Regions from separate parts of the Rattus norvegicus genome. Here region 2 is linked to region 1. The links are chromatin contacts, called in public Hi-C maps. All regions are on one chromosome and are shown on one strand. The core of a region is the stretch at or near the end of the contact, and the rest is flanking DNA. Distances in the headings are between cores, read along the strand shown.

The links. Hi-C and Micro-C count contacts between places; a contact is called where the count stands out from the background.
Region 2: a contact with region 1 is called in a Hi-C map of the A7r5 cell line, with 4 times the contacts expected there. The contact joins the promoter of Leprot here to the enhancer-like site in region 1. A contact is called at or near these places in 3 of 12 Hi-C or Micro-C datasets (the A7r5 cell line, Schwann cells and frontal cortex).

The regions. Positions count from the first base shown.
Region 1 is chr5:121,086,986-121,091,930 of GRCr8, forward strand. It overlaps LOC120102934 (a long non-coding RNA gene), which reads right to left. Exons shown (of 2, transcript XR_005504912.2): 1 at 4,921-4,945. Among named protein-coding and RNA genes, the nearest start is that of Mir101a, 7.7 kb to the left of the region's middle. Within about 2 kb of position 3,121, at least 42 of the 93 cell types and tissues checked have an H3K27ac peak or open chromatin away from gene starts, as enhancers often do. A contact at or near this core is called in the A7r5 cell line, where this site is marked.
Region 2 is chr5:121,402,817-121,407,408 of GRCr8, forward strand. It overlaps Leprot (leptin receptor overlapping transcript), which reads left to right and starts at 2,354. Exons shown (of 4, transcript NM_020099.2): 1 at 2,354-2,388. The coding sequence starts at 2,373.

The DNA.
Region 1 (4,945 bases), core at 1,871-4,370:
CTTTGTTCCTCGAGCTCATGATTTTAGTCCAAAAAATGTCCAAGAGACAAAAAGAAAAAAAAATCAGATTGTCCCATATGTTCTCTTTTAAAAGCCTTCCCTTTTAATACATGTTCTCGGTGTAAATGTAGTTAGTCTGCCTTCTCAAGTTACTTTACTTTCTGACTCTGCTCTGGATTGCATTTTATACCCAAAATTTAGATTTTATAGTTTACTCACAAGTAATTTTCACTCCGTGTTTACCTCTACAGAATATGCTTTTACAGTAATCAAAACCACACCAGTTGAGGCAGTGTGTGCTGGCACACCAATATTCCCTGCCCTTGGGAGGCTAAGGAAAAGAAATGGTTTGTTTGAAGCCTGCTTAAGCTACGCATTAAGTTTGAGGCCAACCTATGCTACAGAATTAAAAAAAAAAATCTTAAAAAATGTTAGGAGGCTGGAAAGATGGCTAAGTAGTTCAGAGCACTGGTTGCTCTTCCAGAGGACCTGGGTTCAATGCCCAGCACCCACTAGGCAGCTCACAATGGTCTGTAATTCCAGGGGATCTGATGCCCTTATCCAGCATGGTGCAGAAATGCATGCAAGCAAAATACCCAATTCACATAAAATGAAAATAAAGGTTAAAGAGAATTTTTAGAAGTCTTACGAAAAATAACAATAAGAACAACCAGTCAACCAAATAGCTTCTTACAAAGTTACTCGTTACAAATAGACAAAAAGATTAATGGTAGCTGGCCATAATCCCAGCATTAGGAGGTTACAACAGAAAGATCTGGAGTTTAACGGTAGCCTGGCCTACATAACAAATCCACTCCTAGCAAAATGTTAACTTCGGATTGATCACCCACCACTAGCCATCTCTAAAAACTTCTGATGGTTTTCTGTTAGCCTACAGTATCCTACTGACTGCAGCCCTGCCATTTAAATGTTGAGTCTTAGGTTTTGAAACCCCTGTAATGCACAGGTAAAGGAGATAATACCAACGATTTAATGCTGATCTCCAATTTACATCCTTTGGTTAGACCATAAATATAGTCACACACCACTTCTCTGCACTTCTCATTTCTACCCTTATCCCTGAGAAACAAACACATTTCTACTGGCAAGGCACGCTACAGTGACATGTCACTCATTAAGTGGGAACAACTGCACAGCCTGGCACTGTGTGTAGGTAATAATCAGTCAACTCTTTCTAAAGTCACACAATGTTCTTCTCATGTCCCTTCACAGCACTTCTCAGTCGTGCCCTCAAGTTCATCCAATACTGGCTCTTCATGCCTTTGGTTATCAATAAAACTATTTGATTCCTTTCTTTGCATCATATTGGACAGTTTGTCATTTATAAAATGATATTACAGCTAGGAGGCAGAGGCAGGTTGATTTCCAAGTTTGATGCCAGTCTGGTTTATGCTGTGAATTCCAGGGTAGCTAGAGTTCATAAAGAGACCCTGTCTCAAGAAATAAACAAATGCCTTCCTAGGCCATTACTAAATTTCTTTAGACAACACACACACACACACACACACACACACACACACACACACACACACACAGAGTATTCCTGCTGTGCTAGAGTTTTGGGAGAGTCAGGAGTAGGCAATCCTGAGCTCTAAAGTAGGGGATGAAAGGAAAGGAAAAGACAAAGTAAATGAAGGTAACAGAAGACTGGCAACATCATTGACATGTGCCACAATTGCTACCCTATCACCTAGTGTCCTCAGATATATTGTTCCTCCTGGGAGACTTAAACAAGCAGCTGCTGGGAGGTACCTTAGTTTTCCCAAATTTCCTACAAGCCACTGCTACCTCCTTTAAAATGTTCCATGTTTTGTTAGTTTGTTTTTAACCTCCTGAAAAACAGACATTAGGAGGGCTGAGACGGAGAAATAGTTTCATGTGCTTGGGTCCCTGAGTTTTCACACGCATTACAGCAGTAGAAAGCAGATAGTTGATGAAGCTCTTTGCAATTAATCCATGGCTATAAAGACAGAATGCGGAGACCAAAGCAGTCCAGCTGCTGCAAGGTGTTAAATAAAGTAAGACTCACAAAAGTTACAAAGTTTCATGTGTGCCTTTAAATACTCTGTGGCCACATTTTTTAAAACTGAAATTAGCTGGACTTAATGGTGTTCACCTTTAGTCTCAGCACTCAGAAGGAAAGGGCAAGAGGATCTACAGGAGTTCGAGGCCAACCTGATCTACAGAGTGAGTTCCAGGACAGCCAGGGCTACACAGAGAACCCGTCTTGAAAATCCAAAAGGAAAACAACAAAAAACAAAAAAATCCCACTGAGCTAAAATTAGTAAGAGACATATTAATAACCTATTTTTCTTAAGTATAAGTATCCACTGTACTTATACTTAAAACATATCTTGGGTCCAGTACTGAATTTTCAAGAGATAGTTAATCTGTATTTAGATCCCAATACACACACACACACACACACATATATACATATATATACATATATATATGTATGTGTGTGTATATATATATGTGTATATATATATATATATGTGTGTGTGTGTGTGTGTGTGTGTGTGTGTGTGTGTGTGTGTGTGTTTTCCAAACAGTTAAGTTTCCAATACCTGAGTCATTTATGGGTTTTAAAATTTAAGTGGGTTTAAAACTTGATCTCATCAGCCTTTCTAGTTTAGATGGCTGGTGCCCAGGGTTGCTAGCAGCTACAGTAGTAGCTGGTACAGACTATTCTGTAAGCCACGTGGATTCTTTTAAACCTGAATCAGAATACAAGCCCTTACCCCACTGAGCAGCAAGTCTTGCTACAGTATACACCAACTGTTTCAGTATTTTCTTTTTCTACAAAAGTATTTTCTAAGCAGCTGTTTCTGGAAAGTGCTCCTTAGGGAGAAAGGTGTTGTCTCAAATCAGGAGCATATAGGAGAAGATTGGAGATACCAGCCAATTGTAGTGGCACACACCTTTTATCCCAGAGACAGGTGGATCTCTGAGTTCCAGGCTAGCCTGGTCTACAAAATGCCACGATAGCCAGAGCCCAACCAGGGTTAATTTCTGAGGAGAGAAAGCTTGACACTGGGCCGTCTTTGTCTAGGACATTAGTCACCCTGTGAAAGTTACAATTACTGTTTACACTAAGCCTCTCAACTTACCGAGAGCAGCTGCTGCATCCTCAGACTCCCTCTTTCTCAAGTACCCCTTCCTAGCTTCTGTCTACCAGGCTGGTCTACCAGGATTGCAGATCACAGTCCATGAGTCCTACTTTACACATATGCTTCCGTGTACATGCCAATACATATGAATAATAAACACCACACCTAATTATCACTCATTAGCCTCAATATACCAGCCAACCTTGAGAAAAGCATTTACTAACACTACCGCTTTCTCTTCCCTTTCACTCCGGGTCAAAGCTCACTTTGTTCCCTCAGCCGCTGATGTAAAAGTTGATCTCGTGAAGGAACTGGATTCCTAAGGTAGTTCTATTTTGAGCCTTCTTCCTGTTCTGAAACTAAAGTTGGAAGGGCTTAGTGGTGATGTCATGGAAGGGAGAAGTGCCTTCTTCAGAAGGGTCTTCTCTGGCAATTCTGAGGACACGTGGTGAATGATTCCCTTCTCAACAGCCCTCACCTCACCTTCCCTCAGGAGTCTCTGTTAGTCACTAGCCAGGAAGAAAATCAACTCTAATAGCAGGCAATCACGCTTGAATATGCAAAACACAATAAATGAAAAGACAGAGGAGAAAAAAAATGCCTAATTCTAGGATAAGGGTGGGGGGAGACTATCTTTCTCCATCCACTCCATCTAAACATCAAGAAGGACAGGAGCAAAAGAGGCTGCAGAAACAGCTGTTAGGAAGAATTTAGGAGGCTCTGGGAGGGGAATGCTACTGGGGGATTCGGACCGGAACTTGAGGATACCGTTCCCCTCACCCCCCAATCCCTTTTCTTTCCCTCCCTCCTGGAAGAGACTTAGGGCTGGGTGTGCCTTCTGCTTTGAGAGGCATTTGGCTCTGAAGAAAGGCAAGGGGCCAGGGTGCGGCCCACAGGGAATAGAAGCTTCGGCCTGGTTTGGGCTAAGTTTAATGGGAGATAGAGGAGACTGGGGAAGTGTAGATCTGAGTAAATTAATTCCACTGTGGAATTAAAAACAAAAACAAAAACAAAACCTCACTAGGGGCAGGGCAGGGGACACCTCTTTCTCAACTTAAACTCAAGAGTTCATTGCCGTTGGGGGAGGGGGGGTGACGGGGGAAGAAGGGTAAGGAAGAGACAAATTCTAATGTAAACTGTGAACTGCAACTTCTGGGGACTAGAGGGCTGACGTACCAACGCTATAAGCAGGTGAAAAGAAACACCTTTTACCAATTCTGGGGTGTCGAGGTCTGGCCAAACTCTGGTGGGCAGGGCACTGCCTGGCTTCTTAGCTCACCTCGCCTCCAAAGCGGGAAGAAGCATAGGTGTGGTCTTTCTCCAAGAAGGTGGCAGCTGGCTTCGCGGAGCCAGGGAAAGGATTCCTCACCGGGAAGGCGGGGAGGCGCCCTGGGGTCAGCTACGGCCAGAAGCCGGGGTCTCCGCCAAGTCCCCTCCCCCTCCTGAAAACCGACCTGGACTAGCATCGATTATAGCAACACGCTCTCGCCTTCCCAATAATCTCGCTAGTAATTATAATAATAATAACCCTAGCCCCTCTGTCCCATATTTGAAACAAACAAACAAAACCCCAAAGCCCTGAGAGGTGGAAATAAACAGGTGAGTCCAGGGAGAAGCGGGAAAGAGTGGGGATAAGGGGTGGGGGGGCGTTCCCGAACGTGAGGGGAAACAGAGGTTCTCTCAACCTCTCTCCATTCTCCCTGCCCATAAGAGTCTGCGTGACAGGGTAGGAACCCCAAAGCCCCCTGTGACAGCCTTCCCGCAGCCCGCGTCCCCGCCTGCCTACCCTAGGCTCCAGTGTCCTGGCTTCG
Region 2 (4,592 bases), core at 1,104-3,603, 320 kb after region 1:
GTATCCCTTTGACCTCCTTTTGTTGTTTGATTGCTCTGGCTTGGACTTGAAGTATTATATTAAACAGATAGAAAGAGAGAGGGCAGCCTTGTCTGGTTCCTGACTTTAGAGGGATTGCTTCAAGTTTCTCTCCATTTAGTTTGATATTGGCTACTGGTTTGTTGTATATTGCTTTTGCTATGGTTAGGAATGGGCCTTCAATTCCTGATCTTTCCAAAACTTTTTAACAAGTAGGGTGTTGAATTTTTGTCAAATGCTTTCTCAGCATGTAATAAGATGATCATGTGTTGTTTTTTCCTTTGAGTTTGTTCATACAGTGGGTTCTGTTGATGGATTTCAGTGAACTGAAAGGACAGTTGTTGTTGCAGAAAGCAGTTGGAGAGAAACACTGTCCATGGATCCTTATTCCAAACATTACCTTGGGGGCCCACATCAATCTTTCTCTTTCTCCTCTTTTTTTCCCCTTTCTTACCATTTTTCAGTATTTTCTTGACAAGCCTTTGGCATTCACAGGACCCTTTGCCTCTGATATCACTTTCTCTTAAATCATGGGATTAGTCTCAGGCTGACTCAGAAAGCTTTGGCAAGCCCCTCTACAAGGCCTAGCAGGGACAAAAGGGGTGGTTGAGGATGAAAGATTATATCATGTAATCTAACCATTTAAGGTGGGGAAACCTACCTCCTCCTAACTCCTCAGTGGTTATAAAGGAGTTAAAACCACAGGTTTAGCAAAGCAATTTTCTGAATGCTGTTATAGGTACCGTAACCCCTCCTTTTCACCTAGTACTTTGTTCATGATGCTGGCACATGCCTGACACTGCAGACCCTGTGTACTCTGCTCATTTTGTATACACTTACAAGGGGTACAATGGCTTAAGTTGTAATGGTTACAATGGGATTAACAGTTTAAAGTAGGACAACAGTTGTATTGTAGGTTATGCAAATGTGTTTCTCAGAATCACTGATTGTATACTAGGTCTTAGCAGTCTGAGCATTTTTCCCCTTTATTTTTTTTTTAACTTGAGTATTTCTTATTTACATTTCGAGTGTTATTTCCCCTTTACTTTTAAGTTTTGAAATTGTTGGGTTTTGTCTTTTTAACCTTGTCTAAAGAGCTGTTTGGCACAGTTCCTATCCTTTCTGTAGAGGTCTTGGATTACTAGATAGTTTCTAAGATGAAGGAAGATTCCACTGAAGAAGGCCTGTGTTGCAAAAAAAAAAAAAAAAAAGCTGGAGAACTTCAGATCCAAAGGGTTTGTAATGAATGAAGGAGACAGACTGATATGGTAGTTTGCACAAAATGTTAATGTAGCTACAAAGCAAGCAAATCTATACAAAAGTCAAAGATTTTAGGAAGGGATGCCTCTAAGCCTGTTTTCTGGTGCCCAATCTTTACTATCCCAGCCATACAATCTCAGAAAAACAAAACAACAAACAAACAAACAAACAAACAAACAAACAAAAAAACCACACACACACGCACACAGAAAGAGTTGTCCTGCAAAGTGAGGTCTAACTAAGCCCACACTGAAGGTCACTTCTCCCCATTCTTATCCAGCGCCCCACTTTTTCCACCTGTCCTCTCAGGCAAGTTTCCTAGCAGCCAGCCAGTGAGAAAGGGCTGGACCCCAGATTGAGAATCAGGGTTGGATGGCTCAGAATCCAGGATCCCTGAAGAGTTAAAATGAAGGAGCTCTTCTGAGGTAGTGAAAGTAGGAGAGGGCTGAGACTAGAAGTGGAGATCCCGGATCGCGCGGGGTTGCTGAGTAAATTCGGAGACTACCGGAATGAAGTTCTAAGTGGCAGGAATTATAACTAGTAGAATACGAGCTGAGTGGTGGAGGCGGGATCAGTCCAAGGGGGCGGAGTTCTGCACACCCGAGTGGGATTGGTGCGGCCAAGACCAGAGTTCTGCGAGCCGGGGGCGGAGTCCCGAAGTGGAGGAGGGCGTCGGGGGAGGGTCTCCATGGGCTGGAGGCAGGATTGTGTGCCAGAGTGGGGCGGAACTGTGGGCGGAGCGGAACTGGGCCCCGCAGAGGAGGAGCTCAGAGTGTCAGGTATCGGAACTCGTACAGGAAATGCTGAGTGCCTGTAGGGCAAAATCTGGCATAATTGGGTAAACGTCATGATTGGCAGAATTCTAAACCAGTAGGAATCAGGTTCTGCATGGAGAGCGGAGTTGGGCCTCTGGGGGCGGGGTTAAGATCAGAGGCGGGGCTTAGCTGAAGAGGCGGGGCTCCGTTGGCTGAGTATGGAGTTAATGCCGTCAGGGGGCGGACCGAGCTTTGGATTCGCGCGCCGGCTCTGGCTAGTCTGGGTGTGGGCGGCTTTTGGAGAAAGCCGGAAGCAGCGACAGCCCCAGCTCCAGAGACATGGCGGGCGTTAAAGGTACACTGCGACCCTCGCCCGCGGCTAATGGGTGGGGGTCGCTCCCGGCTGCAGGCTGAGTAGCGTGCAGCCTGTGTGCGGGTGTGCGAGCTCGTGCAGACCGCGGCCTCCCGGATGCGCGGCAGAGGTGTTTCGCCGAGCCTATAAATGCTCGCGCCCACGCCCACGCCCTCCCGTTCCCAGGCGGGGGCTTCCCCCGTGGGCTGTACGTTCCACAGTGGTCCCCTGGGCTTCTCAGTTCCCCGTAGGTCACATCAGGGTCCCACATCCTCACCTTCCTGCCCCGCCGCAGTTTCCTGTGGCTTACAGAGGAGCCTTTGTGTCCAGGATGTGTGTTGGAAACTTGGTCCTGTTGTTCCTTTACGATTTTCTCGCTGGGCAGAATTAATTTCGGGCGTGTGGCAGTGGAAAGTAACCAGAAATATTCTATTTGACACAACCTTGGGGCTGCAATTAGGTGGGATTTTAACAAGACTTTCTTGAGTGTTTTCTTTACTGGTCTGCGAACAAAGCAGTGGGTGTGCTATTTGTGTTCTTGAATAGTGTTAACAGGGGGGTACCGAGATTATCACCCTGATCCGTATGAATGCAGAGCAATGGGGGTTGAGTGGAGATGAAGTTATTGGGAGGCTTCCTGGTATTCGGATTTCTGGTCATCCGCACAGAGTAGACTTAACTTGTCTCTGTGTTTGACTTCCTTTCCTTGAAAACTATCCACAAAGACCTTCCCATTTACCCGATATCTGCAAGATGGACACAGTGTATGCTCCTGTGGGTGCATTATACATTTATCTGACCAGTTTTGGAGGACAATATCAGCCATGTAATCATGGTTTACTTGGGCAGTGTTCACTGTATGATATATCCGTTTGAAGGCAGTGTAGAAGGCATGAAAAATTGTGTCTCACTGCTTCAGAGTGTTTTAGTCATGGGCAGAAAGTACAAAATAGCAACAGTCGTTGATGTACTAATGTAGTGAAAAGGAACACAGGCTATGAAGTAGACAAGAGCACTGAAGTAAAACAGATAATTCAACTGCTATTGAGAGACTGGCTATGCTGGAGACTTAAGGTAAAAGATAAGTGAGGAGTTTGGACTGAGTTGATAGCCACAAATTATTATATTGCTGTGATGTGTGCTGTGAGACAGTTGGGAAAATAGAGATAATATAGTAGAGTGAATCATGCTCCTCCAAAAGATAGGTTTAAAGTAGTAACTCCCTGATGCCAAGTAAGGGTGTGGCCTTATTTGCAAATAGCAGATGTCATCAACCCAAGGTAGTATTGCCTTGAATGATGTCCTTCAGATAAGAAGGGAAAAAGCACCCTGGAAAGACAGAAGCAGAGGACCCCAAGATGGCTTAGTAGGAAAGGCACTCGCTGCCGAGCCTTAAGACCTGAGTTTGGTCCCTGGGACCTACAGGGTAAAAGGAGAGAACCAACTCTGACCTCCCCATTTGCACATGCAGTATGGTGCTTGGCTCTAAGTAGTAAACCTAAATAAGTAATTAAAAGAAAAAACAGTAACAGAAATTGAAGTGGTGTAGCTACAAGCCCAGCAGTGGTATAGACACTAGCAACACTGGGCATTAGGCAAGGAAGCTTGCTCTCTAAAGATTTAAGAGAGAATGGCCCAGCCGACGCCTTGATTTCAGAAGTCTAGCCTCTAGAACTGAGAATTAATTTCCCTTGTTCAGAGTCACCCTGACTGTAGTAATCCGTTGTGAAGCTAATATGGATGACCACTGTATGGGGGAAATCAGCAGAAGATCAATCCTTGAGCTGAATTTACAGGGCTCTGTAAAGGTTGGGTTGAGACCAGAATACATTCACAAGACTGGGGCTGAAGCCATGGCAGAACACATCTTGTCTTTTCATTTCCACAGGCTCTTGCAGGCAGAGTAGGGAGCATTGAAGCTGGAGAAGTTAGGGGTCGGGTTGTAGTGAGCCTCTAGTGGAAGGACAGCATGCAGGCTAACACACACAAGTGCCTGTCGCATATGTGAAGGAAGGACTGGAAGGTGCTTGGTTTGGCAGCAGGCAGCGAGCGAGCATACCCGATGCCCTGCACAGAGCTCAAGAGAAGACAGTAGTTTTGAATGAGGTCTGGGTAAAATGAGTTACTTTGATTTGCTACAGTTACAGCTATGGTTTCAGCCCTTTAAGATTGGCCTTCAAGGGAGATGAAGCATGTGTTTGGGAGGG